Regions from separate parts of the Mus musculus genome. Here all the other regions are linked to region 1. A link is a contact called in public HiChIP or PLAC-seq, Micro-C and promoter capture Hi-C data. All regions are on one chromosome and are shown on one strand. Each heading gives the region's core, a stretch centred on a gene start, on an enhancer-like site or on the middle of the called end of the contact. The rest is flanking DNA. Distances are from core to core; before and after follow the strand shown.

Region 1 (4,339 bases), core at 1,027-3,526:
GACTATGGTGGACTAAGCCCCCGGGGGAGCATGTGGGAAGGCTCACAGTGGTGGGCAGATTGAGGTGTTCCCGTTTGGGGGACTCTAGAAAGGCAGGCTCTATGAGGTGCTGGTGGTGACATGATTAGTGGCCCCAGGGGACTGTCACGAATACTGTCCTCAAGCTCCCGAGGTGGCAGGAGCTAAGGGTGGGGAGTCTGAAGAGGCTGGTCACATGATGACCCTGGAGCTGACATTAGAACTCAGACCCTGGCATGGCCCTCCCTCCGTTTGCACACCCTTTCTCCCCACGTCTTGGCAGTTACCTTCCTTACCAGCTTTTCCGGTTCTTGTAATTGCTGCCCAGAGGGTCAGGAAAACCTGGTTCCGGGACCAGGCTCTAGCTGAATGGGGTGTGATACTGCACTTTGTCCTCCTGGCGAGAACCCTCGGGCAGGTCAGCTGCTTCCACTGGGCAAGGGTTGGGGCTATAATCCCAGGGGCAGTCTTGTGCCCTCCAGAGTTGGGATGAGGATCTTGCTGCCCACCTACCAGCCCCACACCTGCTGCCTGTACCCAGGTGCCTCCTTGATGCCAGCCCACAGCTTGGGCACGGAAAACCTGTTTTCACTCCTGGTAGAGACGGCACCTGGCTCCAAGCCAGATGCCATTTTGGGGAAAACACCTACCTTCCTAAAGATCCTGCCTAGACAAGCTCTGGGGCCCAGCTGGGAAGGGCCGGTTCACACTGTTGCTGTCATAGTCCGGTCCATCTGATGACATATAGATTCCTGAGGGTGCGGAGAAACAAAGCTGGGCAGAGGTGGCGCACACCTTTAATTCCAGCACTTGAGGAAGAAGCAGGTGGTTCTCTGTGAGTTCGAGGCCAGCCTGGTCTACAGAGTGAGTTCCAGGATAGCCAGGGCTACACAGAGAAATTCTGTCTCAGAAACAAAACAAAACAACAAAAGAACATTCAGGGCAGCCCCTGGCTCTAACTGAGGACCTGGGAGAGGTACTTTCCTTAATCACCCCTGGCATCCTCAGAGACTTGAAAGAGGCTAAGAGTCTCCTGTCTCAAGACCCCTGGAGCGTGCCCCCTCAGCCTTCCTTTCCTCCTCTGTGAATGTAGAGCGGTTATTCTGGCTGGCTTGGCACCCTTGAGGGTGAAGGGAAAGCAGACAGTATTTTAAAGTTTGAGACAGGGTCTCAGGTCGCCCATGTCAGCCTTGCACCCCATATGTATCCTGGGATAAGCTTGGATTTCTGATCTTCCAGCTTCTCCCCGCTGAGGGCTGGGATTCCAGGTGTGTGCCATCACGACCAGTATCTGTCTGATGGGAAAGCACACTACTCAGCAAGGTCCACCCCAGCTTCCAACCAGACAGCTTTGTAGACCCTGAAAAGGGACACTCCTCAGAGGTTGCATCTACCCTAGCCTCTGTTTTCCCATTTGTCAACAGGCTGCCAACTCTAGAGGCTGAGGCAGGAGGATGAGTTAGGCAGACTAGGCAGCTTGGCCTCAACTTTAAAAAATAAAATAAAATAAAAGAACGCTGTTGCGGGTTTGGACTGGAGAGATGGGTCAGTCGTTAAGAGCATTTGCTGCTCTTCCAGAAGTCCTGGGGTTTAGTTTCCAGCACCCACATGGCAGCACAACCCGCTCCAACTCCGATTCTAGAAGAGCAGGGGCCTTCTTCAGGTCTCCCGGGCTACCAGACACACAAGGGGTGCAGATACACTTTCAGACCAAAGCCCATATGCATAAGATAGAATTAAAAGTAAGAAAGAAAACCGTAGCTGGGAGTGTAGCTCAGCTGGTGGTATGCTTGCCTGGCATGCAGGAAGCCTCAGGGTCCATACCCAGCACTGCACAAACCAGGCATGGTGTGGGGCACAAGCCTGTAATCCGAGAGCAGTAAAGGAGGTGGAGGCTGGGGAATCTGAAACACAAGGTCATCTTTGCTTTTATAATAAGCTAGAGGCCAATGCGAGCTACATTGGTCCCGGTCTCAAGGAAAACAAAAAAAGAAAACCCCGACGCCTCTGCTGGGAGTTATGGCTAAAGGCCAAGGCGGGAGCCAACGCCCAGAGTACCGGGCCCCTATTCTTCAAGTCCCAGGAAAGAGGGGGCGTGGTCTTATGTGGGCGTGCCCTTTGTGGGGCGTGGGTGTGGCCTGACCAAACTGGGGCGGTGCGGCCGGAACAAGGAGCCTGTGTGGAGCTTGGAGCTGGTGAGCCAGGCCTTCAAGAGGCGTGATCTTGTGGGGGCGGGTCTGAAGAGGCGGGGCCTCTAGGGGGCGGGGCCGGCGGCCTCGCAGGCGTCAAGAGTGTGTGGGGCGCCGGTCTCCCGGTGTTCTCTTCTTCCAGCCCGGCTGGTGGTCGGCGGGTCCGGGCCTCCTGCGCGTCTCGGGCCCAAGAGGGGCCTGTAGCCAGCTCCTCGAGCCGCCAGCCCGTCCTGCCGCCCATATGGCCGCCATAAAGGCCCTGCAAGAATGGTGCCGGCAGCAGTGCGAGGGCTACCGGGACGTGAGCATCACCAACATGACCACCTCGTTCCGCGATGGCCTGGCCTTCTGCGCTATCTTGCACCGACACCGGCCTGACCTTATGTGAGTGCTCTTTAACCCCTCTGTCGGGCTCTGATGTGCCGCTGCAAACGGGAAACTGAGGCCACGCCTGCCTTGGGATCCGGGTCGGAGGTTTCAGACACACCCCTCTCAGATGGGCCACCCGGGGTAGAGCAGAGACCTGCAGGTACAGCCTATTTGGTGGTCTCCAAGGCTGTGGCAGTCAAGTAGCCTCTGTGCAGGCCACCAAGTGCAGCTGGGCCAGGGGCCAGGACATGGGCTGTCCAGCCGGCTTAGTCAGTGGTGACTCAGGGCAGCGTCCGCCTTCCCCGAGCTCCCTGAGAAAGGGCAAAGGAACAGCTCCTGGGGGTCTGAGGTCTGGCCCCAAGATCAGGGCCATTTGAGGCTTCTAGTGGGATTACTGCCCCTCCTCTAATTTGTCTAGGCATCTTTGGGAAAGCAATCAAAGAGGGAAGCGCAAGCCTTTTAGCACCTTAGAATGACAGGAGACAATGGAGTCTGGGCCATCATCCTTGGAAGTTGTAGGAGAGGACAGGGATTGGGTCTAAAGCCTTCTATAGAAGAAGAGTCTTGGCATAGGAAGTTGGGAAGCAAGCCAGCTCTGTCTTGTTGAAGGACCTTGGCCCACAACTCAAACTGTTCTATCAGTTATTCACTTAGCAAACACTTAGGCAGACTCTGTTACAGGGACCTAAGTTAGTCTGGTGACCAGAGTCCTGAAATGGGACAAGATCACCTACAGCCCATGCCCTTCAGAGGAAAGCATTCTCCTGTACATGGTACATAAATGCAGAGTTGGCTGGTCTGGGAGTGTTTCCCAGGGAGGTCTTAGGGCTGAGTGAGGCTCCAGGCAGCACCTGTGGAGCCCACCTCAGCCAGCCTTCTTGCTGTGCAGATGGGGAAACTGAGGCTCCGAAAAGGAAAAACAAACAAATATTGTTCGTGTTACACAATGTGTCAGGAAGAGCCAGGCCTGGTGCTATCAGACTCCCTTGTGCCAAGCTTTGCTCTGCTCAGGAAGCCGGAATCTTGAGCAAGAAGTAGGCTTCTGCCCTGTGGTTATGAATTCCCCACCCCAACCCCCGAGCTGCTTGGGAGGGCCCCATGGCATGAGCCTCAGTCACTCTCAGGGAGATGGATGGTGTGAGCTCAGTGGGGCATCAGTCATGTGGAAACCAGGAAGCTGAGCTTCGATGGATGCTGGGCCAAGGATGTAGACCTTGGAAAATGGACTTGGGATGAGAACGTGGGTAGTCAGGTTTCTTCCGGTGGTGCAGGGGGAGTCTGGATGATGATGCAGAGTGGGGAGCTCAGATGAGAACTATGTGACGAGTTCTCAAGTGGAGGAGACGATGATGTTGGATTTTGGCTGGATTAGCCTCAGCTGGTAATTGGACAGGGACAGGGCCTTTGCAGACATGGGGTTTCCTCTGCTCCGAAGCAGGGACTATGTGTGCTCATGGCCTGACATGTAGTCCCCACAGAGGAGGAGAGGTGTACACGAAGAGATATATGTTTATTTATACTTGTATGTTTACTTGTGTGTGCATGTATATGCTGGCACAGGCAAGTGTTAAAGATTTGCTCACTTATCTAATGAGTGCCTACTGTATACAGCATAAGGTCATCTAGTGCAGGGAGCAACTTCTGGTCTCAGAGACAGAAGTTCAAGGTAATGACAGGGAACAGGGAACCAAGAGTTGGTGACAGGAAGGAGGCTGGACGAAGAGGTGCCTGCTCAGTTCACTCTGGGAGGGTTATCTCACACT
Region 2 (4,339 bases), core at 941-3,440, 890 kb after region 1:
CAAACTCTCCTTCCTGGGCCAGAACCCAGTGGGTTATGTGTCAGTGTCCATAAGGTCTTTGGGAGGTCATCTGGCCTTGGGGTCAGAGTTCCTAGGCCAAGTGTCAAGGGGCGCTAACTTTACGGTGAATACTCACTTTGCCTACAGTAGCCACACTTTCAGGTTGGAAACTCGGGTGGATATTACAAGCTTTGACCCTATTGGCGTTTCATGAGAGGCTATCTCATCCCACTCAAAGGCTATCTGCCATGTTCCTTCCGGATCTCCACTACCTGTGTTCCCACAAGACTGTTTGTTTGCCCTAACTCCCAGGCTTGCTGAAAGAGGCCTTATGAGTAAAGCAGGCGGGCTTGTGGGTCCACCCTGGTGTGAAGAGCCATTCCTCCTCCCCCTCCCCTCCACTATCATCTCATCCTTACTGACCCCAGATCGGGCGGGTGGCTTAGGATGTATGTCCCAAGGGGCTTGTTTTGTAAGAGTGGCCTTGCCATTGCAGCTGGAGCTGCCTGGGCCTGGTTTATGGGTAGCCCTCTGCTGCCACCTGGTGTCCATTGTCTGCCACGCACCCTTTCTACTGGACTTTGGCGTTGCAGATGTGCGCATGCTCCTGGCTGTTGCACGAGGAGTCCCTGGGGTGGGGTTACATGTGTTAAGTGTGTGTGTGTGTGTGTGTGTGTGTGTGTGTGTGTGTGTGTGTGTGTGTGTGTGTGTGTGTATTTTGAGGAGGATATTGGCACCCCTAAAGTCCTGCTGGTACTGGGCCTGACATCCACTCATGAACAGTGCTTTTTAACTGGGCACACCGCAAATTGGCAGAAGCAGCGCTGCACCTGGAGGTTCCAACCCCTTGATAGCAATGGGGGAAAGTGAGTCCCCACGCCTCCTCCTCTGTCCGTGGCCGTGGCCTTAGTGACTTTTTCGGTGGTCTGGCCCCCCATGGAGCGCATCAGTTCCGCTGAGAGCTGTAAAGGATGGAGGCCTGCTTGTGGGTGGAGTTGCATTCTCCTGGGGAGGAAGCCAGTGCAGAAAGTGTGCAGTAATGAATGCCCTCGCTCGAATCCTATGATTTAAGGCCACAGCGCTTCCTCACTGGGAAGTATAGTTCAAAAGAAATTACAGGGTGTGGGACTTGGGATGCTCTTCTGTGATCCTCCGAGAAAGGAGGATGGGGAGTTTCAGGCCAGCCTGAGCTACATAGTGTGACCCAGTCTTAAGAAAAATAACAAACAAACAAACAAACAAACAAATAACAAACAGAGGTTGGTGTTGTAGCTCAGTTGGTAATGTATCTTACTTAGCATGCAGGAGGCCCCGGAGCCTGGAGTCTGAGCACTGGGATTGTGGAAACAGGAGAATAAGAAGCTCAAGGCAAGAAGCTCAAGGCTATCTCCAGCTACTTAGCAAGTTTGAAGGCATCCTGGGCTACATATGAGCCAATCTCAAACAAAACAAAACAAACAATCAAAACAAAGACAAAAAGCAGATCAGTATCTGGGGAGAGGGGGGCAGGAATACAAATTTCTGTGAGGCTAAACTGGTCTGTATAGCAAGTTCTAGGCCAGACAGAGCTATATAGTGAGACCCCGTCTTTTAAAAAGTTAATCAGTTAAAAATTAAGTGAGAAGACACAAGATGCCTTTGCTGCCCTGCATGTTGGGTGACTTGAAGATCAGGCAACATCAAGGCCCTGGAGTCGGAACCCTCAGCCTTGGCATAGAACAGAGAGAAGGAGAGAGAAGAGGTGAACGCCCGGGACCTAGAGGGGAAGAGCTGCAGAAATGGGCTTTTATTTTAAGCACCTGGTGAGAAATTTTTATTAAGGGGAAGGCATGGGGCATGACCAAGTTCAAAGGTCCCCTGGCAGCAAGAAGGTTGGTGGGAGGGGGGAACACGTAACAGGTGCATGGCCTTGATGCACTCTGGGGTGAAAGGCTCAGGAGAAGCTGGAAGTGGCTTTAGAGTTCACCATAAAGGCTGGGGATTTGCAGGGAGTGGGAGCCAATGAGGCTCAGGGCCAACTGCCAGGTTTGAGCTGGAATCACCCACAGGTGTGATGGGATCCCGGCCAGGACGCTGTTTAAATGGCCCTGTTTTTGAGCTTGGTGTTACATTCTTCACATTATCTCAGTTACTGAGCATAAAAACCCAGGGCAAGGCGGCCCTTATCTGCTCTGGTGGCACGCTACCAGCTGTGTGAGTAAGGCTTTATTGCCCCTGTTCAAGGCACAAGGAAGCTGGCTGGGAGGTGACAGGGTTGCTGTTTTGGCAGCAGCCAAGGGCAACAGCAGTGACTTCATCTCAGGTCACACAGCACAAGTGTCGGGTGTGCGCAGTTTCAGTATTCAGATGCAACTCCCTTGATGGACGCTCACCAATTTCAAAGCATACAGTCCCACGGTGTTCGGTGTATTGATGGTGCTACACAGCCATTCCCACAACATTCACACAGCTTCTCTCCCCCAAAGAAACTAAGGGGCTAAGCAGGTAGCCCAGTCAGAAAAGCATCCTGCATAAACACAAGGACCTGAGTTCAGGTCCCAGGATATGTGTAAAGGCTTGCATGGTGGCACATGCTTGGGATCCCAGCTCAGGGAAGCAGAGGAAGGAAGATGTGGAGCTGCTCTGTGCAGCCAGCCAGCTCAGCTCAATCAGTGAGCTCTAAATTCAGTGAAAGACCCTGTCTCAAAAACTAAGGTGGTCAGTATCCTGACCACACACATGCTCGCGCACGCGCACACGCACGCACGCGCACACGCACTCACACAAACACACACGTGCATACACATGCATACACAGGAAACCATGTACCTTTTAGCAGTTACCCAGCTCCTGATGGCCACTGAGCCTATGGCTTTTAGCTCTCTGGCTACATCACATATATAGCCTACCCAGTGTGTGGACTTTTGTACCCACCGAATGTCCTCAAGGCCCATGGAACATTTCTGTCTTGTGAAGGAGTGGCAGTCCAAAGTGTGGCGTGGTGTGCCATTTTCGTATCCTGTCATCTGTCGATGGGTGCTGAGTGGTCCCTACATTTGAACTCTTACGATGCTGCTCTGAACATTCATGGGGAAGCTCCTAGTTTTAATTCCTAGCAAGTGGGGGCTGGAGAGATGGCTCAGTGGTTAAGAGCACTGACTGCTCTTCCAGAGGTCCTGAGTTCAAATCCCAGCAACCACATGGTGGCTCACAGCCATAGGTAATGAGATCTGATGTCCTCTTCTGGTGTGTCAGAAGACAGCTACAGTGTACTTATATATAATAAAGAAGCAAATCTTTAAACCAACAACAAAAAATGCCTAGCGAGTGTGTGAGAGTATGAATGGGGGGAATTGTATATACGGGGCTCGTATTTGGAAATCAGAGTACAGACTGGGGTATCCTCAGGATATCTTCCACCTTTTGTTCAAGACTGAGTCTCTCACTGGCCTTGAACTTCACCAAGTAGGCCACACTAGCTATCCTTCAAGCTTCTGTGTAGTCTCCTGCCTCCATCTCCCATCCTGCTGAGCAGTGATTATAAGTATGTGTCACAGTATCCAGATTCTACATGAGTTTTGGGTATTCAAATTCAAGTCCCTGTGCCATCTGGACAGCTCATGTTTCCAATTCGTTGGGTACACCCCGAGCGGCTAAGTTATCAGAGAATTTAGGTTAGCTTTTTCAGAAAATGCAAACATGTTTTTCAAGGCAGTGATTTCAATGCATACCCATCAACAGGGTAGGATGCTCTCAATTTGACCACACCCTCACCAGCCCTGTTTTGCCCATTTGTTTCTGTTGTGGGAGAGCAGGGCATGCTCATAGGAGACAACTTGTAGAAGTCCATTCTTTCCATCACGCTGTTCCCAGGGATCGAACTCATTGTCAGCCTTGGTAGCAAGTGCCTTCACCCACTACGCTGTCTCCCTGACCCAGTTGTCTCTTGTCCCTAGAGAATGTGAGGTAGTGTCTCTTGCTGGCTTTGATTTGTATTTTCTAGTAACCAGCATCCTGGAAAGTCCTCATGAACTTGTCGGTCATTTCTACATCTTCTTTGGAGACATTTGTAGTTGAGCCTTTTGCCTGTTTTTATTGATTTTTGCCTGTGGGGGGGGGCACAAGTGCATATGCCCATATGTGTATAAATGCATATGGAGGCCAGAGTGTTCTTCTTCATCTTGAGTGCCCTTCCTCGGGAGTCTTGCTTTTTGAGGCAGAATCTCTCATAAGACTGGAACTCGTGGACTGGGCTAGCCTGGCTGACCAGTGAGTCTAGGGACCCACTTGGCTCTTCCTCTCCAGTGTTGTGAATACAAGTGTGCACTACTGCACACTTGTTTGTTGTTGTTGTTTTGTT
Region 3 (4,339 bases), core at 694-3,193, 870 kb before region 1:
TAAATGCAGCATTTTCTGGGTAGGGGGCCCCCTTATTCAGAATGACTGCTGGGATCACCAAGAGCCTCCAAAGTTCTACAGTCCACTTTATAATACCTCACTAGAAAGTATTTCCCTTTTCTGAGAGCAAGAGAGGATCAGAGAGACCCTAGGCTTCTCACCAGACCACACAGTCCAACTGAGTCCCAAATCCCTGAATAAGAGTTTCTCAGAACCGATAGTGGCCCAGAGTGGGATAGATGCTATCCAATATCACACAGCAGGAAGGCTGAATGAAGGGGTGGGGGAATGCCCTGGCTCAGGGATCGTGCCCCACGAGGGCTGTCATTCAGGGCTGGGGGGAGGACACAGAGGCCCCCTCATCACCAGGCAACCTGAGTGGCCAGCACGCCAGCCAACGGTTCCCATGGAGCGCATAGCTGTACACAAGAGGCCGACGCCTTTCTCGGCTGGAGAAAGGGGCTTTGTTGCCTTGCCCAAGGGGCCGGCGTGAGAGCAGCCTAGCGCTGGGAATCCTAACGGCACCACAGCCAAACAAAACCCATGGCCCCCCGCTGCCCCCTCCCGAAGGCCTGCTGAGCCCCTGGGAAAGGGACGCCTCATTCTCAGGAGGCTACGGTGGGGTTCTCAGGGCCCCTCTTTGACCAAGACTAGATAGGAGCCTGTCCTCTTAACCTCCACTGTCCTAAAGCGAAGTCTCACTGGGGCTGGGTCAGGAAGGAAAGTGAGTCTTAGTCTTCACACCAAATATCTACCCCCACCCCTACACACACACACACACACACACACACACACACACACACACACACACACACACGCAGTGCACTCTGCTCTCCCGCCCCAACGGTCCTGTTGTAGCCTCCAGGGAGATTTTCAAAGTGGGGTGTGTCTTTTTATTATGTGTATGAAGTTGGTCTAACAGGAGGTGGGGGAGCTGAGCTACTGAAGTCAGGGTTCTGAGCAAGTCTGGAGAACTAGCACCCATTTCTTTCACTTTGCCTGGTCCAGGGGTGTGCTATGCCTTTTCCTCCCTCCCTTTCAAGGGGGCGTACCTTCCACCCAGGAAGAAGGAAGGGGAGTGAAGGGGACCCAGGATGGAACTGAGCCAATTTGCTCGAAAAAGTTTAGGAACAAATATGGCCATTCACTCCAGTGTTTAGGAGAAGCGTTACAGAGCCAGCCCTAAGCTGGAGGCGACTCATCCAGACACAGAGCATGTGGCTGGGGTGACCCTGGGCAACACGGAAGGAAGCTTCCAGGGTAGTAAGGCAAAGTGAACCCCAGCAGCCACACGGGGCTGTAATGGGATTTATCAGTGTCATCGTTTCCCAGATAGACCCAAAGCAATTAACGCATCGGGAACCGCTATCGTCAGTCACCAGTTGGACCAGAGGGTGATCCCCACTTCATCCCCCTGCCCAGGCCGCGCTGGGTCTCACCATCTCCTTGTGGCGCGAGATCCAGGTCTCGAACAGCAGATCGAGCCGCGCGCGGTGAAACTTTCTGGTGGTCTTGACGGCGATGAAGACGTCGCGAGGGGACAGAACTTCGGCGGGGGGACGCGGATGGCCGTCGCCCTGGCGAGAAGCGACCCCGGGCGGTGGATCCGCGTCTCTGCGCGCGCGGGTGAGTAGACTGAAGTACTCGGAGAGGCTATGCACCTCGCGGGTGAGGACTCCGGGATCCACAGCCGCCCTGGACCCTGAAGCCGGAGCTCCTCCAGAGGAGCCCGCCAGGCTACGCAGCGCGCGCCGTCCGCGCTCAGCGGGCATCGGAGTCGGTGGCGGGTCGGCCGTGAGCACCAGGAGACAAGCCAACAGCGCGCCCACCAGCGCCAGCAGCAGGCGCCGGCCGCACCGCTGGAGCATGGTGGCCGGCGGCCGCACGTAATATCTATCCCAGTGCCAACTGGTCCGGCTGCCCGAGGCTCCCGGTCCAGCTGCGCGCCTCTCGCTTCAGGAACTCTTAAACCTCCCCTGCCCGCCACGCCTCCACGCGCTAATTGGCTGCTAGCCTTGGGGCGTAACCTTTAGGGAGATCTCTCCTTCCCACGTGGGATACGGACAAGGGGCTGGGAACCACCCAGCTGGGGTACCCACGGCACCCGCCCCCTTTGTGCACGAGCCTGTCCCGCCTGCGCCGAGTCACCCTCCGGAGCTGCTCTGGGAGACACCCAGCCTGACCAACGCCCGCCACGGCTGCACGTGGAGGACGCGCCCCCGAAGCTGGGACCTGGGTGATAGGGCCAGTGCTCCTCCGCGGGCGACATCCTTGGCTTCTCGCTGTGCATTTCCTGTCCCCGAGCGGGTTTCCTTCCCTGGGGAACGGTGCTGACTGAGCCAAAGTGGTAGCCTGCAGTGTGTCCTGAGCGATTAATTTTGAGCTGCCCTTACTGATACTTATGTCTTAGGAGTGGACCTGAAGTTCAGGCAAAAGGGTATCAGTGACAAAATTCTACGTCCCTCCGTCGGTCCATCCTTCCCTCCTCCCCCAGGCAGGCCTGTCTTGGCATCATGTTCCTAAATGGGGAGGGTTGGTCCCCAAAAACCTCAGGCACCCCGTAGCGAGGAGACACTCAAGCAGCCTCTTTCCTCGAAGGATGAAAGGCTACCTTCTGTTCCATTTGGTTCCTCCGCACTCCTACCAGATGTGACCCAGCTGTGCGCCATCCCAGACCCGCCTCCCCGGCACACGGCCCCCTTCCCACGGGCGGGGGCCTTGCCTGCGCCTAGCACGAGCGGGGGCGGCAGGAATGTGCGCCTAATGGTAGGGTGAGAGGCTACGGGTCCGGAAATGGCCAAGGGTCCCCTGGAGTGGGAGCAGGGTCCGAGCCCGAGCCTGCTGCATCTTCCGGGAGCGCAGCTGGGGGCGGCTCTCCGCCTGGCTGCCCCTGGGTCTGGTTGGCTTCAGTTTCCGCGTCCCCCTTCAAAGGAAGTCTGAGCCCACCCTGCCACCACGGATAAACTGCTGTTCCTTCTGTCGCCGACTCCCTAGCGTTTATATTTTAGACCGGAGTATCATTTCTAATTATTTCTCTACTACACTCTTCTTAATGTCCGTCCCTCTCTTGGAGGTTAAAAGAAGGCATCAGGCTGGATCAGGTAAAGACTTACTGCAGGGGCTGGCCAGATGGTTCAGTGGGCAAACGCAACTGTCACCTAGGCAGATTTGAGTTTATTTCCCAGGACCCACATGGTCAGAAAGAACCAACAATATGTTGCCCTCTGACCTCCACACGTGCAACTTGGCCTGAGCAACACACATTTATACACACGCACGCACGCACGCACATACACATACGCACACCTGCTTTCAACAAAATTCTTTTCAAAATGAAGACAGACATGATAGCCCATGTAGCAGGCTTGGACGATTGCTGAACATTTAAAGGCAGCCTGAGTTACAGAGTGAATATCGGGTCAGCCCCTGCTGCCGTGTAAAAGAGCGCCTGAAATGTACCTCATCTGGCAAAGTTGGTAAAGTGTTTGCCTAGCATGTATGACGCCTCGGTTCATCTCTGCACCAAATATTCCTTGGCAAATAGTGAGTTTGAGTCCAGCCTGAGCTACATGAGACCCTATCACAAATATAAAATAAAATGACTTTGAATTGATGTGTAGCCAGGCTCTCCCCACCCCACCCCACCCCCCAGCCTCCCACCCCACCCAGGAGTGGATCTCTGGTCCATTTGCTCTGAGGGCCCTGTGGGACACTGCAACCCCTCTGTGGTGGGAGGGAGTGGGATATGGTGGTTCCCAGGCTTCTTCCTGACCCCTCCCCCCAGGTAATTAGGAGGCACCACCTCTGGTAGGCAGATGCCTAAGCAGATGGTGCTGGCTGTGCCCGAGTGACAAAGCTCCCATGGCGTCACCTCCTGCTATAAACCCCTCCTCCTCCTGCCAGAGCCTGGTCCCTCAAGGACAAGGAAAAAGTCCTACCTGCTATCTGCTGGACTGCTCTCCAAATAAACTCACCCCAGTTCCAGCCTCAGCCTCAGGGGCTAATCCATTCCCACCAAAAACTATCTATGTGTCTTCCGAGTGTTTTAGGTCTAAGGCTCCTCCTTGAGACCCCTCTCCTGGACCACTTGGCAGCCTCCATTCTACTTTCTCTGTGTCTCTCTGTCTCTGTCTCTCTGTCTCTCTGTCTCTCTCTGTCTCTCTCTCACACAAACACAGACACAGAATAGACTATAGCATGACTCTCTGTTGTCACCTATGAATTCAAGACTCTCCTGGTATCCACATGTCTTGTGGTGGTCCTACCCCGTGTCCCCCCACCCCGCACATACAATGTCTTCATTTCCCAATAGCTCAAGTCCCCTAATCACCCTAACTTT
Region 4 (4,339 bases), core at 870-3,369, 830 kb before region 1:
AGTCCCAGCCACTCAGAGGGATGCAAGCACAGGTCTGTGTGACACCATGGGGCAGAGTCCAGTTGTGGGAGCACGTCCAGCCTCCATCAGAATGGCCTGGGGTTCCAACACTTCCCAGCTGTAGAGACTGAGCTGGGTGGTGGGCAGCCGCCAGCTTTCCTACCACACAGACCTCATAAGCCGGAAGGGGGAGGTTGAGGCTCACAGGGGATGGAGACCGTTGGAAGCAGGCATCTTTGACCTCTCTGTCCCTGGCAGCAAAATCTGGGCCTCATGTCTCAACAGGTATGGGGCTCCCCCGCCCCCATCCCCAGGCTCCCAATTCCAAGCTATGGCCTCCAGGCTGCAAGAGCCGGAGAACAAGGTGCCCACGTCGATGTTCCTCTCATCCTAGGAAAGATGGAGGTGGAGTGGGCTGACCCAGTTCCCCTGCTCAGCCACATCTGTCTTGTTTACCTTCCTTCATCAAGGAGACAGGCACTGGGTGTGTGTGTGTGGGGGGGGGGGAGCACTAAGGGGAGGAGGTGACAGAGGTCAGCATTAGCAACTCCAGCACGTGGCTGTGAAGCACAGAAGGCCACTGGCTCAAGGTAGCCAGGGGGTTAGAACCTGTCCACACTCCTGACTTGTGGGCTTTGACCCCAGCCCTGAGTTCTGGTACCAACCAGCACTGTATTGCACATCCAGAGAATTTGAAGATGGACATCTCGTCCCAGCAGCATCCCTACATAGGGGAAAGGAGAAGGGGAAAGCCATGAAGCCGGCCTGCAGTCTCCTAGTGGGCCCTGCGGCCCAGGGCTTTAGTGTGTGTGGTTTTGAGAGACTGTCACAGGGACCTGGGACTTGCCAGGGTCTCCTGACTGGCTGGCTGGAGACCCCAGCACAGACCACTGTGTTCTGTGCCTTGCACAAGTGCTGGGCATCAAACTCAGATCCCCCTACTTGCGCAGCAAGCACTTACTGATGGTACTTCTTCCCCATGGCCCTCCAGGAAGGTGAGCATGTGGGGTCTGCAGACTCTGCACCCAGCCAGGCAGGTCCAGCAGGCTCACCCCAGGGAATCTCTGTTGCTCTGGGCTGCCCCCTGCAGGCTCAGCCAACCCTGCCATGCTAGTGAGCCATCTCTGTGTCCTGCTTGACCTTGGTACCCATAGCTCCCTGCCAGACTGTGTCCATCCGTGCAGCGGTATCTGGGAAGAGGCAAAGCAGGCCAGAGGCTCAGCCCTGCCAGGGCCTGGAGAGAAGAACGGTGGCAGAGGGGACCCACGGGGACAGGAGAAAAGGAGACACGTGCTTGTTACACACTCATCTGCAGGCTTTACCCCCAAGGCTCTGGGCCCCCACCACAGCTACACTGTGACCCAACTTCCCCCTTCAGAGAGTCCCAGAGGCCCCCATAACCGCCCCCACAGACTTGGGCTTCTCTCCTCCATCCTTGAGGTGGCCTCGAGGGCCCCAGTGGATCCTTCTCATTGGCTCAGCCCAAGAGGCAGCCGGCCAGGAGAGGCGTGGGGGTGTGGGAAAGGCCCTCCCCATCTGTAGACTGGACACTGGAATGTGCTGAGCAGAGCCAGGCCTAATCCCCATTCATCCCCTTGAGGCCACTGAGCCACTGCAGCGGGGCAGCCCTGGGATGGAAGGGGACTGGATCAGGGACACATTCCCAGTATGGTAGACAGTTGATGGATGGTCAGACTGAGGTCATAAGGTCAGCCAGGGTTCTATAGGAGGACACACTTTCTTCACTCTTTGAGACCGATGGGGTCAGTGTGAGGCTCTGGAGTATGGGAGTTGGGGGGGGCCCTGGTTACACCCTCCCTACAAAGATGGGTGATGTATCCCCAGATGTGCACAAGACCCTGAATAGTGCTGGTGGCAGAGCTAGGTAGACCTGGGGAAGTATGTTGAAAGGACCAGTGTATTCACTGATGAACCCAGGGCAAGAGCGCTGCCACTAAGCCATGTACCCAGCCCCCTCTCCAGCAGGGTTAGCCTGAGGGGGGAGGAAAAATGGGGCACAGAGGTCCATGTGACCCAGACAAGGCCCCTAGAGGTGGGGCCCCCATGCCCCGCCCCAGCGGGCTCTGCTATATCTCCAGCTGCCTCATCCCCACACCCAGTGGCTGAGGGCAATGACACTGCAGGTGGGTAAGATCCACAGCCCAGGGAGGTTGCAAATGCTGGAGAAGGAAGTGGAGTGGGGGGGTGGGCGCCTGGTGGGGCCACCTACTCCACTATAGAGCTGGGAATGTTTATAGCTTCTCCTCAGCCCCCAAGCAGAGAGGCTGTGGGGGTAAGGTTGGACCACCACACCCAGAGCAACATGGAAGTAGAGGCTTGGGCTTGGTGGGAGCCGGTGTCCCTGAATAAACAGCACACTTGATGGGGAGGAAGGAGGTTGCAGCCCTCTGGGGCTCTGTCCCCTGTGTTTTGCCTTCAGTTCGAAGCCTTCTGTGCAGGGGGTCTGGCCCCTGGCTGGAGCCTGACTGTCCAGGGACATGCAGATGCTGGAGAAGAGAAGTAAGAGCCTCCCTCGCTGGGGTCGGGACCCTCCAGCCACACTCCTGACCCTAATCACACTCTCCACCCATAGGTTCGAGATCAACTTCTTAACAGACGCCGGAGACATCGCCTTCCACGTCAAACCTCGATTCTCCAGCGCCACGGTGGTGGGCAATGCTTTCCAGGGAGGACGGTGGGGGCAGGAGGAGGTGTCCAGCATATTCCCACTGACTCTGGGAGAGCCCTTTGAGGTGATGGGGTCTGTGGGAGGAAGGAGAGGTGGGGTGGGACACCTAGGACCCGTGAAGACAGGGACTGCGGAGGATAAATGCATGGGCTGGTGCACCCTGCTGGGCCGAGTGGCCTCCTTTCACGGAGTTTGTTCACAGGGTGTCTCTCTCTCTCTGGCTACTAACCACCTTCTCTTGGTGAAAAGAGGGATCCCCAGCTAGGAACTCAGGACCAGGTGGTCCACACCATGCTTTGCCAAGTAGCCAGGGTTGTGTTTTATAAAATGCGGCAGGAGGGAGCACCTTGGTGGGCCAGGCCAATGAGCACCTTGGTGGGCCAGGCCAATGTGTCGTCGTCCCCGTCCCCCCCCCCCCCCCCGAGGAATCAGCACCGTGCAACAGGCCTAGTACAAAATGAAGTTTATTGGAGGGAAAGGAAGGCAACGTGGAAAGGGGATAGTGGCAGAGAAAAGGGGGCAGAGAAGGACAGAAAGACAGAGGAGAGAAGACAGAAAGAGGAAGAAAGGTAGAGGCTGGCTGAGAACACGTGGAGAAGAGAGAGAAGAGAGGGAGAGAGGGAGAGACAGAGACAGAGAGACAAAGAGGAGCCAAGCTGAATGAATAGTCCTGGCTCACACTTGGCTGCTGTTGGGTGGAGCCTGGAGAGATTGCTGACAGCCAAGAAGGCTTCTGTGGTTGGGGCCCAGAGACACCCCCCACACACACACACTTTCCCTTCCCCTCAGATGGAGGTGAGTGCAGACGCAGAACACTTCCACATTTATGCCCAGGAACAAAAGGTGCTCCAGTTCCCACATCGGCACCGACCGCTGGCCACCATCACCAGAGTGCGAGTGCTCAGTGAGCATCGGCTGGCCCAGGTGGAGCTGGCCAAGCGGAGCCTGAGCTGGGGGTAAGGTGCCCGCCATGTCCTCACACACTAACCCAGGTGGAATTGGCCAAGTGGAGCCTGAGCTGAGGGTAAGGTGCCCGCCATGTCCTCACACACCATTCGGGATTCCTATCTGCCTGGTCCCTGGTTGGCTAACGTATGTCACCTTCTTCTGGCCTTGCACAGCTGTTTCCCTCCCTCACCCCCCAGTTGTCCACATCTGGTTAGAGCAAGCAGAGCTAAAACCAGAACCTTGGATTCTTGCAGCGATGGGGGCTACTGAGCAGACTGGACCACAGCCTACAAGAGCCAGCCTTGACCATCCTGCATCCCCTTCTACCTGGAGCCACGGGACACACACTACACACGTTATAGATGCTGGGAAGCTGAGGCTCTGTGTGAACCCCGAGCTTTACCTTCAATAAAATATGAGCAGGTTACAGTCTTGGCTGCTGTGGAGGTGGGGCTGTTCTGTGGGGCTGTGACAGCCACAGATGTGCCTGCCAGGAAAAGGGGCTTCCTGAGACCAATGCCCCAGGCGCTGGGCAGTCCCTCCCCTTGTCCCCAAGACCCTGGCTGGAGTCTGAGGCTCTATTTCAAAGGGTACTCACTCACTCTCTGACACTCACATGACCCTATCATGGGGTGAAACACGGTGGACAGGAGACTGTGGTGGGGCTTTCAGTCCCTTTTGGCACAGGGTTCAGTCTGGTCC
Region 5 (4,339 bases), core at 819-3,318, 770 kb before region 1:
CCTAACCACTGAGCCACACCCACAATGTCATGCACTGCATCTCCCTACACCCCAAGCTTCCCTGCCCTTCCCTCTAGCATCACGAGTTTACCTCTGACAGACCTGGTCCTGGTTCCCATCACACCTCAACTGCAATCTCCAGCAATGGAACCTGGTCTCCAGCAGGGCATAAGGCTCTTCTCAAGCAGAAATCCGTCCTCCCAGAGCTGGGAGAATGGCCGAGTCGGTACAGTGCTTGCCACGCAAGCACACGGACCTCAGTCCAGATCCCCAGAACCAATTAAGTGCTGTGTGCCTGAAACCCTAGGCCAGCCAGCCTTGCCAATTGGTGAGCTCTAGGCCAGTCTGTTTAAGAGCAAGGACATGGCATTCCTGAGGACGACACCCAACGTTATTCTCTGACCTCCAATGCACCTGCATACACACATGGACATGCACACAACTCCTTGCCCGCCCCTCCAGAAACTAGTCTTTCCCCCACAGGCCCCACCCCTCATGAGCACAGCAACTCAACGTCTCCTGAATTAGCTGCTTCCAGTCTTCAATGCTAAGGGTTTCTTTTGTTTGGTTTCTTTGAGACAGGGTTTTATGTAGCCCAGGCTAGACTTCAACTGTAGACCCTCCTGCCTTCACCTCTTGGGGATTACAGGTACGTGCCACCTTTCCTGGCATTCTCTTTGCATACCGCAAACGTCTTTCATACACTTGGCACTCAAGTGGCCCTGAACCAGGACGACCTGAGCTACCCAGGGCCCATGGTTCCCAGCATTCCACCCAATATGGTGGTTTGCCCTTACAGCAGGAAACTGAAGATGCAGACCCACGAAAGCGACATGACAATACGGGTACAAGCAAGCTCAGCCCCAGATCCTAGCAAGGAAATTAAACATGAAGGTACAGGCAGGCCCTTTTGTAATTTTTGTGTTGTTTTGTTTTAAGTCTGAGTCTTACCCTGTAGCCCAGGCTGGCCTGAACCTCACTATGCGGCCCAGGCTGCCCTCAAACTCACAGCAATCTTCTTGCCTAAGCTCACAAGAACTGGCACCACGCTCCACCTTAGGCAACTCGCTCCACCTTAGGCAACTCGCGAAGTTGCAGTATCATACCCAGCACATAGCAGTTTCCCAACAATCTTTTTTCTCTCCTTCACACCCGGAAACAGGGCCCTAACTCATGTTACCTAGGCTGGAGCCACACGGTGCTGTCCCAGCAATGGAAGGCTCACAGCCCCGTTCTCCCCCGAGGGTGACATTCCCACTCAATTCCGGGGCTCCCAGCGCAGCGTGGGATTATAAAATAAATAATTTAAGAAGGGTGCAAACATTACAGCTCTCTGTGCGACAGCTAGGCGGATGTGCGGAAGGAACCCAAGGTCTGCCAGCGATGTCTTCGTGGCCAGAAGCCCAAAGAGAAGATAGGTCCTACTGTTAGCCACTAATGCGCGGCTTCCTGTGGCCCACCAGGCATGAGGCTGCTGCTGGGGGCACCCGCAGCAATGCACAGGGCAGGAGGATGCTCAGTAGACTGGGGTGAGATGTGGGGCCAGTGCTTGCTCGGTACAAAACCTGGCTTCGGAGACAGCCTCCTGCAAGGTCTGGCCGGGACACTGCAGCACAACAGTCTCTGAACAATTGCTTTCTCGCCTGGACACCCAAACAGCCAGAGGCAAAACTGGGAAGGTGTTTTCCCAACCTCCGAGCCAGCCGCTACTACTGCAAAGGAGGTCGGCCAAGTGGCCACACCTTCCTCCACGCATTCTGCAGGGCTGCACAAGAAGATGGCTCAGAGAAGGTGCACGCTTGGCTAAGGTTACACAGCCAGCTGGACAGAACTGGGATTCGAACCCGGGACCACGTGGGAGCTGCCTAAGCCAGGCAGAAGGAGGTACCAATCTGCATCGCCAAACCATGGACCATCGCCCCACCCTAGGACTCGGGACTCCTACGCACCCCTCGCTCTGCTCGAGCCTGCGCTCCTCACCTAGCGCCCGCCACAGTCACCGCCGCTGCTGCTGTTGCTGGTGATGCTGATTCTGCAGCCGAAATCGCCTCCTCCCGCTAGCAGCCCCGCCCGAGGCGCGGCTCCGCCCCCAGGCAGACCTCCCTCCATCCTCTCGCGAGAGCTAACGAGCGGGACTACGCCCGTTCTGGATGCGCTTGCGCACTTCTCCCCGTTCCTGCCCTCGCCAGCCAGTGCCATGTGGCACCTTATTTACGGCCAGAGATTGGTCCCACCCACCATCCCTGAGCGTCCCGCCCCTTTTGCAGCAACCAATCCGGAGTGGGGGCGTGGCTGATCTCAAGGGGCGTTGCCTGTCTCGCAGTTTGAACTTGCAACGTGGGCTGTGCAAGCTGACAATCCTGTCAGAGTTTATGGGGCTTAAGAGAGACCATGCAGGTAAAGCTCTTAGTGAGAGCCAGGCATGGTGCAAGCTGTCACCGCAGCTACTTGGCAGGGGGGAGGGAGGAACGGGAGGGGCTGAGGCAGTAGGATAGGAAGTTCCAGGTTAGCCGTACTTAATGAGAGCCTGTCTCAAAAACAAACAAACAAACAAACAAACAAGGTATGGGGAGAGGATTCAGTGGGTAAATGAGGTGCTCGCCTCACAAAGGTGAGAAACTGTGGTCAGATCCACAGAACCTGTGAACAGCCCATGCTCGTGAGCCAGGCTCCGTGGTGCTTGCCTGTATGGCAAGACCGGGAGGCAGAGAGAGAGTCTGGAGCTTGCTGGCTCCCTAGCCCTCTCTATATGGTGAAGTTTCAGACAAAAGAGAAGCTCTGTCTCAAACAGAAGTTGGAAGGTGCCTGAGGTTGTCCTCTGAGTCCCACATATCACACATGAGGTGCACACATGCACCTGCAAAAGAAAGCTAGCGTGGTGACGCACACTTAACATCCCAGCACTGAGCTGCCTTCCCAAAGCAGGGGACTGGTTCCGAGCCAACGGGCTCTCCCAGTGCCTAGGGTTAGAAGCCTCTTTCTGTAGCAGTATGACACAGAATGGCAGAGGACAGAACCTAGGAAGATTTATTATATTCTGGTGGCAGATGATCCCATCTTACTAACTAGGATTCAAAACCTACAGCTGAGTCCCCTGGGTTGCCATGTGTGCGTGTGACCTGCTCAGGCTGCTCTAACTGTAACACAGACCCAGCCTCAACTATGGACAGCTCTTTTCCTAGGGTTCTGCAGGCCAGATGCCAGGAGTTGAGGTAGCAAGCAGGCTGGTTCTTGCAGAGAGCCCTGCAGGAGCATCTTCCAGCCCTTCTCTTTACCTCCCTTTTGCGTACTTCAGCCCAGATTTCCATTTTCATAAGGGCACAGCCAGACAAGATCAGGACTATCCCATGACCTCATTTCATTACCATTCTCCTGGCTCAGTCTCCAAATAAGGTCATCTCTAAGGCACTAGGAGCTAGAGCACCAACATCTCTTTCCTTTTGGGGCTGGAAGATAGAACACAATTCAATCTATAACTGTAAGTTCGAGGGCTCAGGTGTGGTTCAGGGGGGGTAGAATGCTTGCTCTGCCCTGGGCTCCATCTCTATCAATGTATAAACAAGGCATGATGCCACACATCTGCAACCCCAGCATTCAGGAATTGTAGGCAGTAGGATCAGAAGTTCAAAATCATCTGTGAGCCAGGCGTGGCGGTGCACACCTTTAATCCCAGCACTCGGGAGGCAGAGGCAGGCGGATTTCTGAGTTCGAGGCCAGCCTGGTCTACAAAGTGAGCTCCAGGACAGCAAGGGCTATACAGAGAAACCCTGTCTCGAAAAAACAAAAAACAAAAAACAAAATCATCTGTGGATGTACAGTGAGCTTGAAGATAGCCTGGGCTACATGAGACAATGTCTCCAACAAAACAAATGAACAAACAAAGCATAAATGTTATATACTACATTTTTTTAGACAAGGTCTCTCTATATAGCTGGGGCTGTCCTAGAATTTACGGAGATCCACCTGCCTCTGCCTCCACCATGGCCTCTGCCTGCCTCTGCCTCCCAAGTGTTGGGGTTAAAGGCATGCACCACTATGCCTGGCCAGTAAACCCTATTGCATTTTGTTTAGGCAGGTGTGGTGCTCACTGGTAACTTGGGCAGGGGAGGCAGGATTGCAAGTCTGAGGGCATCCTGGGCTAGCTAGATGTTATTCTCTGTTACATACCTGCTGGGATGGCTCAGGCCTATGTAATCACTGACAACACCAAAGTCGACTGAAGCTTCCGAGCAACCGGGTGGTCTCCATTGCAGGTGGAACTGCAGCAGTGTCGTGCTGCCTCCTTAAGAAGCCACCTGACATGCCATATAAAACATGCCCTTTCCTGGGCTGGGCAGAT
Region 6 (4,339 bases), core at 837-3,336, 740 kb after region 1:
TGTTAGGGCTGGGGCGTGGTGATGGGGCCTACAGGCCTAAGGAAGTCTGTAGATTTGGGCTCCAAAGATCTTCAGCTACCCCCTCCCCCCACGCCCACCAGGTATTTGGAGCTAGGTGAGCCGCCCGTGTTGGGCCCTTCCAGCTCAGCCTTTGAAATGCAGGAACCCGGGAAGCTGGGGATGAAAGGCTCCTGCCCGGCTGCGCCTTTGTCTGGGGACAAAGAAGATTGGTGGGGGATTGGACCCGGGCTGGGTGCACGGGTTAATTCACATGAAAGGGAGTGAACTGGACAGGCTGTATCCAGTTGCATCCCTACCCTTGGAGCCCTCCATAGTCTCCAGAGCCCTAGGAGGCTAACTTTGGGATTTGAAAGGTCCACAATCCTCTAACCCGAGTTAAGGAGCTGACAGGACTGGCCTTGCCGTCGGGTCACATCCCACCAGGAATCCATCTCTCTCAATGGGAGAACCGTCCAGCCCTGATCAGACTTCTGTCCGCATGTGCCTTCCCCGCCACCCGTCTGTACTGTGCCTTGGCCGGAGGTGGCGCTCTGCGCTGCCTTGGATCCCAAGGTAGAACCCAGGAGTTCCTCACCAGCCGCTTCTTTTCTATCTTTCCTTCTATCCCTCCAGCTCCCCATTCAGGGTTCGGCTAGGCCTTCGGCCAGGGGCTAAGGATCTGGAGGGTGCAGGGTGTCAAGGTGGCGATGAGGCAGGAGGCAGCCTCCTCCCCGACCCTAGCCTCGCTTCCACCTCCACACAAGAGTGCAAGTTCCTCAATCAGGTGTCCCAGGCTTTGGCTCTGGGGCGCGGGCGCGTGGCAGCCGTCAGGTGAGTGCCCTAGACGCGCCCCTAAACCCGCCCCGCCTCTCCGCAAAGACTCACTCCCCCTCCTTTTATGGAGAGGGGAAGGCTGGAGCACTGGATCCTTACAGTGGGAAGCGGCCCGAGCGCCGGGCGGGGGCCAAGCCGACTCTCATGCCCTTTTTGGCGCAGCAGCTCTGGGCGCTGCCCTTTACTGCCGCTGGGGCCCGAGAGAGAGGCGAGCCAGAGACGGCCGTGCTTCTGCAGCGGCCTCCTCCCCTCCCCGCCCGGTGCCGCAGGATTGCAGCTGGCACTGAAGGGTGGGCAAGCTCGAGGGAGGGGCGCTCCGGGAGCCCGGGCGCCTGTGGGCTCCGAGCCGCGGGCGCCGAGCTTGGATGGATGTAGCTGCCTGCGTGAGCGCGTGTGTGGCCACTGCAGTGGCGGTGGCGGCCGGGCCCGATCTGGCCCGCGAGACCCCTGAGCGCTTCCGAGGTGCGGGTCCCGGGCCCGGAATCCGGGGGAGGCGGGGGGCGGGGGAGGGGGAGGGGCGCGGTGGCGGCGCTATAACCCCCTCCCTGTCGCCGGCCGGCTCCACACGCGCGTCCTGCGGAGCCCGCTCAACTCCTGGAGCCCGGCCTGCCTGCGCCTTCTTCTCCACCTCCTCCTCTGGTCTTCCCGCGGCTGCTGCTGCGGCGGCAGCGGCGCCAGCTCGGCCCTCCGCCCGCCCTCCGGCCCGCGCGGGCGGCGTAGCGAGGCCCCGGGCGGGTAGGCTGCTGCCAGGCGGCGCGGCCGCGGGAGCTGCCCGGCCCCGGCGGGCGGAGGGCGGAGCGCCGCGCCGTAGCCGAGGGCGCGCCGCGGAGGGGCGCACGCAGGCCGCCGGGCCGCGCCGTGCTGGGCCGCGCCGTGCCCGGCCCGGGGCGGCAGCGGCGAGAGGAAGGCCCGGGGACAGGCTCTCCGGACTGCCCGGAGCCCTCAGGGAGAGGCGAGGCGGTAGCTGGTACCGGGCCGAGAGTCCAGACAGGTGATCGGTGGTGCGGCGGGAGCTGCAGCCACGCTCCGCGGTCCCCTCCCGGGGCTGACGGCAGCAAATATGCGGATTTACCGGCCGGGTCGCTCCTAAAGCCAGCGACGGGGAGCGAGCGCGGCGGCGGCCAGCACGGGGAACGCACCAAGGAAGAAGCCCAGCCCCCGCCCTCCGCCCCTTCCGTCCCCACCCCCTACCCGGCGGCCCAGGAGGCTCCCGGAGCGACTCTGTTCCTCCTCCTCCTCCTCGCTGGCTTTGCACTCGCTGCTCGCGCCGAGCGCGCTCCGCAGGCTCCCTGCTCTCCGCGCCACCCTCCTCCGGGCCGCGCTCCCTGAGGGATGGTACTGAATTTCGCCGCCACAGGAGCCCGGCTGGAGCGCCCGCCCCGCGGCCTCGCCTCCCTGCCGAGCTTCCAGCGCCTCGGGACGCGATGAGGACCTGGGCTTGCCTGCTGCTCCTCGGCTGCGGATACCTCGCCCATGCCCTGGCCGAGGTGGGTGCCACCCCCGCGCCTCTGTCCCCTCTCGGCTCCCTCGGCGCACGCCCCTCTCGGCTACCTGTTTCAAGCTCTGCAAAGAGCATTTTGGTTTTGTCAGGGTGGTGTAATTTTTTTTTTAATCCCAACTGGGTTCTATTTTCTGCCATGCCCAAGTGTGTCTGGTGAGTTTCCAGCGCGTTGCGTCGCTCCGCCTTGGAGGGGGACGGGGGAGCCGCGAGGTGAACCCGTGGGTAGAAACTTCGGGGGGCTGTGGGTGCCTTTCCAGAAGGGGCAGCCCAAACGCAGCGGACAATGCAGTAACGGGGTGCGGGAAGCGGGAAAGGGGGTGTGTGTAAACTGACCGTGCTCTGGGAGGGGACTAGGGCGGGCAGTAAGCAGGTAGAGGAGGGTGCGGCCGTAGCCTGGGACTGGGAAGGGTGGGCAGCGCCCAGCCGCAGTCCCCAGTTCTCGGTCCCCAAACCCAGTCCGACGCAGGGCTGGAGCAGTCTCCGCCCGCCCAGGCCTGCTTACAGGTGGCTGAACGAGGCAGCTGGGGCCGGGCCAGGCGCCCGCGCCCTCCCACCGCCACCCTCCCCCCCACCCCCATTCCCCGGGAGCTTTGCCGTGATGAATGACTTTCCACAGCCCCTGTCGTGGGAACTTCGTGGTTGAGTCCTCCAGCGACCCTGACTCCCTTTTAAAAACCGGGACGGAGAGTGGGGGAGGCTGAACGGTGGGGGTGGTCTGGGCAGGGACCGGAGAGGCGCGAGGTGGATATTTAACCCCTTGCGTTCCCTGCAGCCTCTCTAAGCCCCGATGGATTTGGGCGTCCTAGTCGGCGCTAGGGCCGTGACTGGGCCTGAGCCGGGTGGGGCGACCCGGCGCGCGTGCTTGTAGGGGGTGGGGTGGGGGGAGAGGGAAGACCCTCTCCCCTGCGGGCTCAGCTCAGGATTCCCGGAGTGAAATTGAACCCTTCGGCTAGATTAAAGTGTTGAGGCTGCTGTGACTCCAGTCGTGGATGCGTGACGCATTTCGACCCTCTCTGTTTCTACATGTGGATTTAGCTATTAAACCAGAAACTCTTCGGGCCCCTGGCTGCCCCCAGACACCCTGGGGAGGCCAGAGCGCGGGTGATTTTTGTCTGAACATGTCAAGGCATTGTTGGGGTATTTTTATCAAGGTCAGACAGATAGGAACAGTGTGGAGGATTTAGGGGGTCCCATCTAGCCCCAGCCGATCCTCTGGCTCTAGGGCCTAACGAGGGTCCGGCCGGGCTGTGTGGCCCCTGGGGCTGGGCTGGAACCCTTGGGCGCGTCCTGACGGTGTGGTCTGCTTGCAGGAAGCCGAGATACCCCGGGAGTTGATCGAGCGGCTGGCTCGAAGTCAGATCCACAGCATCCGGGACCTCCAGCGACTCTTGGAGATAGACTCCGTAGGTAAATCGCGCCCCTGCCCTGCCCTGGCTGAGAGGAGGGCGCGGGCGGCGGGGCGGGCCGGCTGCGCGAGGAACCGTACCCTGCGCGCTCCGCCGGGCCGGGCGCTGCGCAGGAGCGCACCGAAAGGTCAGACTCCACTCGCCGGCCATAAACGCCCAGGCGTATGAGTCAGGCGTTTCTCTTGTAGTTGCCACTTTCTCTCCCAGCGGCAGCGGAGGGTTGCTTCGCTCACCCAGGGGTTGTTTTAAGTGAAACGCAGCGGGTGTGTCACTGAAAGTTCAGTTTTAGAGTGTGCCGAAAACTGCCAGGTATGCGGGTCAACAGCTGCTTCTGGCCCGGGAGCGCGGGAGCCGGCCCGGAGGGAGCGTGGCTGTGGCTAGTCTTCTCCTGGCCAGGGCCCCCAGAGTGCTTGAGGAGCTGGTCGGTCCGGGCCTTTTGTAAACTCCACTCCCTGGTGCCTTGATCGCCTGGGGCTGGGTCCCATAGGTGGGCGCAGGAGGCCGATGTTTTTTTCTCCACACCATCCTGTAAAAAGGCGCGCCTAGTACACGGACGCTTGGGGCTATTTTGGGGGCTTCCCGCCTCGGGCCAGAGCCA
Region 7 (4,339 bases), core at 771-3,270, 650 kb before region 1:
CAGCTCTACCCAAACTTTTGAACCACTTTTGCTGTGGGGTGTTTGCCAGAGAAGACTGCTCTGGCTTAGGCTTAAGCCAATAGAAAGTATTAGCCCACTGGGGATTACACTGACGGGATCCCAGTGTCACACTGAACCTCTCTTAGGGTGAGCTTTTAAGCATGAAAACCAAATATGTCTGGGTTGACATATTTCGGTTAACAAGGACAGTTAGCCAGAAGCAGAACTACAGAAGCTGAAAAGCAAGCTTAGCACTTTCCCAGAACTATGGGCTTTGATGGATCAGGTCTTCATTTTTGGCAGGTGGTGTTTTGTGCTGAGTTTTATAGCCTGGATACTCCTTCCATGATGGAGCTAAGATCTGGGGCTCTGTTACACTTCTACACAATAGATTGTAGTCCTGGAAAATAAAGGGAACTAGACGCAGCTACAGCCAAGCTTAGGGCTTTAAAAACTTTAGAGGCACCAGCAGGGAGACTGAGAGGCATCCTAGGGCTCCAACCTTGGAGCCTTCAGTCCACTCCATGGAAATCATTAGACATCAATATCTGGAGAGGCGAGGTCTTTACTGTGAAATAAGAAAGGCCTTCCCTGATGGAGTCGAGACAGGGTTTCTCTGTAGCCCTGGCTGTCCTGGAACTCACTTTGTAGACCAGGCTGGCCTCAAACTCAGAAATCCACCTGCCTCTGCCTCCCGAGTGCTGGGATTAAAGGTGTGCGCCACCACACCCAACTGTTCTGATGGAGTCTTATTAATAACCCTCTTCTTCTCCCAGATATTTTTTTGCTTTTCCTTTACTTGAGATAATGTATCTATATGCAGTTTAGGTTGCCTTTCTTTTTTCTTTTTCTCCTTCTTTCTTTTTCCTTTCTTCTTCTTCTTCTTCTTCTTCTTCTTCTTCTTCTTCTTCTTCTTCTTCTTGTTCTCCTCCTCCTCCTCTTCCTCCTCCTCCTCCTCCTCCTCCTCCTCCTCCTCCTCCTTCTTCTTCTTCTTCTTCTTCTTCTTCTTCTTCTTCTTCTTCTTCTCTCTCTTCCTCCTCCTCTTCTTCTTCCTCCTCCTCCTCCTCCTCTTCCTCCTCCTGCAGTTCTAGACTCAGTCCTCATATTCAGCCCCGGGTCAGACACTGCTCCTGTGTGCTCTTACATCCTTGCTTCCCTCTGTCAGTCAGAGGGCCAGGCCTGGAGGTATGTATGTTCAACTTAGCTCCTAGGGAGGCTGAGGCAGGAGGATGTTCTGCCTTAGCTACAGAGTGAGTTCAAGGCTAGCCTGGCTAACTAGACCCCGAGTCAAAATAAATACATAAAGCTCAACGTCCTGGTGTGCATCTTCAATCCCAGCACTCAGGAGAGAGAGGCAGGCAGATCTTTGAGTTTGAGGCTAGCCATAGTGAGTTCCAGGACAGCCAGGGTTATATATTGAGACCCTATCTCCAACAATATACAAATAAATAATAAAGGGCTGGTGATACATAGCACAGTGGTAGAGGGCCAGCTCAGCATGTGGGAGCCTATGGGCTCAATCCCCAACAGAAAGGAGAATGGCCTGGTTATCTGCAAACAATTATGGAATGTTGTTCCTCATCAGTAATCTTCAGAGACCTATTATAGTCAGAAGACCTACTCTCTAGCCATGTTTCACGCTCCAAATCCCAGAAGGTACTAGAACACTGTTCTAATGTCCGTAGCACCTTTCACAGGGGCTGCCCCGGAATTCACAGAGCATGTGTGAGTGGGCAAGCGAATGCAAAAATGAATGGCAGCGTGGGTCAGAGGGTGGGCAAGAAGATGAGTAACAGCTGCTGGCTAAGAGCGGGGAGGTGGGTGCGCACTGGAGGGAGGTGGCACTAAGCAGCTGGGGCGGTACTCGCGCTAGCACTCAGTCTTGGACCAGAGCTGCTGAACGCTGCCCCGGCCGCGGCCACGTGGTTGGGGCGTGGCTCGTGGGTAGGGGCGTGGTCTTACTGCTTGGGGTGAGCGGAGGGGCGTGGCGAGGTTGGCATGGGCGTGGCCACGCCGGACAAGAGCTGGCGTGGGCGGGGCTGGCCGGGCGGGCGCGGGAGGAAGTCACGTGGGCGAGCGGGCTCACATGACTGGCCGCGCGATGGACCCGCTGCCCTCGCCGGCAGTCGCTGCAGCTGCTGAGGCGGAGGCTGACGAGGAGGCGGATCCGCCGGCGACAGGTAGGGCACGCGGCCCGATGGCCCTGTGCGGAGAGCCAAGTGCTTCACACTCGGGGACCACCTGTCAGTGCCACACCTCGCCTGGCCGGGGTGGGGGGGTGGACATTCTTGGGGCCAGCCTCTTCCCGCTGCTCCCTGGGACGCTGCTCTTCAGCCCTCCGTTAGCGAGCGGCCGTGTGGAGTTGCACCTGGGTCTTTTCTGACCCCACTTTGGAGACGTGGTCTAGAGAGTGGTTTATATTCATGTGTGACCATGTCCAGGGAAAGGGATGTGTCTTTGGTATCAGACTCTTTTTCCTGGGGTCCCCGGCTTTGTGGACTGTGGGGACGCATCCATGTGGCCAGAGGCGCAAGGGTGGAGCTGGGCCTGGTGTGTGCCAGCCAGGTCTGGCCAAGTGTCGCTGAGTATGGCCATCTAGAGCATTGGTGGAAAGACAGGTTCTTCTCTTGGGACGAAGGGTTTAGGGTAGTACTTTTAACCCCAGGGGAGGGAGGAGGATGTCAATGAACGCCTCTGAAGAATGGAGAGAAGGTGAAACTCCCCTCGGAGTTGGTCAACAGTCTTTGGGTCTTGTTGGGTAAAACATTGTATTTTTGAGGTTGTATGTTTGAGCCACCACTTAAGTCCCTATACCTGGGCGCCTTGAGAAAGGGAGACTGATCCAGAGCTACTTATGCCTTTTAAGAATGCTTTTTTAAAAAAATATTTCTAACTGTGTATATGTATGTGTGTGTGTGTGTGTGTGTGTGTGTGTGTGTGTGTGTGCGCGCGCGCCCTTGGAGGACAGATGTGTTAGATTCCCGAGAGGCCAAAGTTTCACCTGCCTGTTAGCCACTCAGTAGAGCTGCTGGGACCCAGACTCCTGTCCTCTGCAAGAGCTCTGGAGCCTGTGCTCTGAGCCCCTGCCTGACTCATAAAGCAATTCCTTGTGGCTTGTAGCAGTGGTGATGGGTTAGAGCTCTCTTGGCAAATTTGGGATCTTCCATATTACTTCCTAGAGAACTCAGCTAATGGCTGACGTTAGGAAGGATTTCGTCTAGATTTTTGACAGATCTTGGGCAGTGGTGTGACTTGTGTGTTAGTCACAGCCATGTAGTCCTTCACGATTGACAGGCCATCCCAGTAGCCACGTAAGTAGGAAAATGGGTTTTTCAACCTGTCACTTCCTTCTGTATGTATGAAACTTGGCACCAAGCTGGTGATGTGGCGAAGGAGATTTTCTTCCTTCTGCAAGAAACTTAGTTGGAGTGTGTCTTGGTGGAGCCTTTGGCTGGATGGACTAGAGTCAAAACACCTTTGGGAATCACTCTTGGGAAAACGTATTCTTGTGTGTGTGATGTTCTTGAGAACAGTGTGGCATGGCACAGGGATGGCAGTCAGAGGACAGCTTTGTGGAGTCACTTCTCTCTTCCACTGTTCCTTGAGTTCTAGGGATGGAGCTTGAGGTGGGTGGGCTTGTGTGTGTGAATGCAGGTAGCCACTGAGCCCTCTCACCTGGTCCCGAGGATGGCTTTGCTTTCAGAGGTAAAGAGCTCAGGCAGCGAACTTTCACAGGTTGATTTTCACTTCACTTCCTCTTCCTCTTCCTCATCCTCTTCCTCCTCCTCTTCCTCTTCCTCCTCCTCCTCTTCCTCCTCACCTTTTGCCTAGTAGCCTCCACCTTCACAGTTGGCTGATTTTTGACATCTCAAAGGATTAACTAGTGTGACTTATGGGTACATAGCAGATTTCCACTTTGGCTACCCCTTCAGAGCTGCCGGTAGTAGTCATGCGTAAAGTAGTGTTTGTGTTTGTAGCGGTTTGGAACTGCTGGGAGGAAAATGGGCTCATTGTGGTTTTCAGCACACAGATCCATTATTCGAAAGGTGAACCGTGTATACGCTGCAGGAGATTGGTCCTCAGGAGAACTGAACTTAGTGTGCTGACCTGCCTGGTCTTGAGCTCATAGAGGTCAGCCTCTGTCTCCTGACTGCAGGGATTAAAGGCATGTGCCACCACAATCAGCCTTATTTGTTTATTTTTGAGACAGTGTCTGCTATGTAACTCAGGTTGGCCTCAAACCCATAGTCCTCCTGTTCTCCGTATCTTGTCTTCTGGATGCTGAGATTGTAGGTACATGCTATCACACATGGCTGCACCTTGTGTGAGCAGAGGTCAG

The links. Promoter capture Hi-C pulls out the DNA fragments that hold promoters and counts their contacts. A called contact is a pair of places that touch in the nucleus more often than the background predicts. HiChIP or PLAC-seq counts read pairs in DNA pulled down with a chosen protein or histone mark.
Region 2: an HNF4G HiChIP or PLAC-seq map of pancreatic cancer cells shows a contact between it and region 1. The contact joins the enhancer-like site here to the promoter of Micall2 in region 1. A contact is called at or near these places in 1 of 39 promoter capture datasets (pre-B cells), 1 of 115 datasets of contacts at active chromatin or transcription factors (pancreatic cancer cells) and 1 of 9 other capture datasets (embryonic stem cells).
Region 3: a contact with region 1 is called in a FOXA1 HiChIP or PLAC-seq map of pancreatic cancer cells. The contact joins the promoter of Lfng here to the promoter of Micall2 in region 1. A contact is called at or near these places in 1 of 39 promoter capture datasets (hippocampal neurons) and 2 of 115 datasets of contacts at active chromatin or transcription factors (astrocytes and pancreatic cancer cells).
Region 4: a Micro-C map of embryonic stem cells shows a contact between it and region 1, with 2.6 times the contacts expected there. The contact joins the promoter of Grifin here to the promoter of Micall2 in region 1. A contact is called at or near these places in 1 of 39 promoter capture datasets (hippocampal neurons) and 1 of 484 Hi-C or Micro-C datasets (embryonic stem cells).
Region 5: a contact with region 1 is called in a promoter capture Hi-C map of liver, with 2.7 times the contacts expected there. The contact joins the promoter of Chst12 here to the promoter of Micall2 in region 1. A contact is called at or near these places in 2 of 39 promoter capture datasets (cranial neural crest and liver) and 3 of 115 datasets of contacts at active chromatin or transcription factors (astrocytes, bone marrow-derived macrophages and embryonic stem cells).
Region 6: a promoter capture Hi-C map of pre-B cells shows a contact between it and region 1, with 2.5 times the contacts expected there. The contact joins the promoter of Pdgfa here to the promoter of Micall2 in region 1. A contact is called at or near these places in 2 of 39 promoter capture datasets (liver and pre-B cells) and 1 of 115 datasets of contacts at active chromatin or transcription factors (pancreatic cancer cells).
Region 7: a promoter capture Hi-C map of pre-B cells shows a contact between it and region 1, with 3 times the contacts expected there. The contact joins the promoter of Snx8 here to the promoter of Micall2 in region 1. A contact is called at or near these places in 6 of 39 promoter capture datasets (cranial neural crest, embryonic stem cells, hippocampal neurons and 3 more) and 1 of 115 datasets of contacts at active chromatin or transcription factors (bone marrow-derived macrophages).

Annotation. Positions count from the first base shown.
Region 1 is chr5:139,734,270-139,738,608 of GRCm38.p6, reverse strand. It overlaps Micall2 (MICAL-like 2), which reads left to right and starts at 2,276. Exons shown (of 17, transcript NM_174850.3): 1 at 2,276-2,591. The coding sequence starts at 2,449.
Region 2 is chr5:138,844,477-138,848,815 of GRCm38.p6, reverse strand. No RefSeq gene overlaps it. Among named protein-coding and RNA genes, the nearest start is that of Gm30206, 21 kb to the right of the region's middle. Within about 2 kb of position 2,190, at least 22 of the 459 cell types and tissues checked have an H3K27ac peak or open chromatin away from gene starts, as enhancers often do. A contact at or near this core is called in pancreatic cancer cells, where this site is marked.
Region 3 is chr5:140,604,945-140,609,283 of GRCm38.p6, reverse strand. Lfng (LFNG O-fucosylpeptide 3-beta-N-acetylglucosaminyltransferase) reads right to left here and starts at 1,943. Exons shown (of 8, transcript NM_008494.3): 1 at 1,440-1,943. The coding sequence starts at 1,868.
Region 4 is chr5:140,562,847-140,567,185 of GRCm38.p6, reverse strand. Grifin (galectin-related inter-fiber protein) reads left to right here and starts at 2,119. Exons shown (of 5, transcript NM_030022.1): 1 at 2,119-2,144; 2 at 2,441-2,520; 3 at 2,594-2,753; 4 at 3,479-3,645; 5 at 3,892-3,997. The coding sequence starts at 2,133. The coding sequence ends at 3,907. It also overlaps Gm52800.
Region 5 is chr5:140,503,338-140,507,676 of GRCm38.p6, reverse strand. It overlaps Chst12 (carbohydrate sulfotransferase 12), which reads right to left and starts at 2,068. Exons shown (of 2, transcript NM_021528.3): 1 at 1,981-2,068. It overlaps Gm38728 (a long non-coding RNA gene), which reads left to right. Exons shown (of 5, transcript XR_001785006.2): 5 at 4,254-4,339.
Region 6 is chr5:138,992,691-138,997,029 of GRCm38.p6, reverse strand. It overlaps Pdgfa (platelet derived growth factor, alpha), which reads left to right and starts at 2,086. Exons shown (of 6, transcript NM_008808.4): 1 at 2,086-2,321; 2 at 3,646-3,742. The coding sequence starts at 2,259.
Region 7 is chr5:140,386,989-140,391,327 of GRCm38.p6, reverse strand. Snx8 (sorting nexin 8) reads left to right here and starts at 2,020. Exons shown (of 11, transcript NM_172277.3): 1 at 2,020-2,180. The coding sequence starts at 2,087.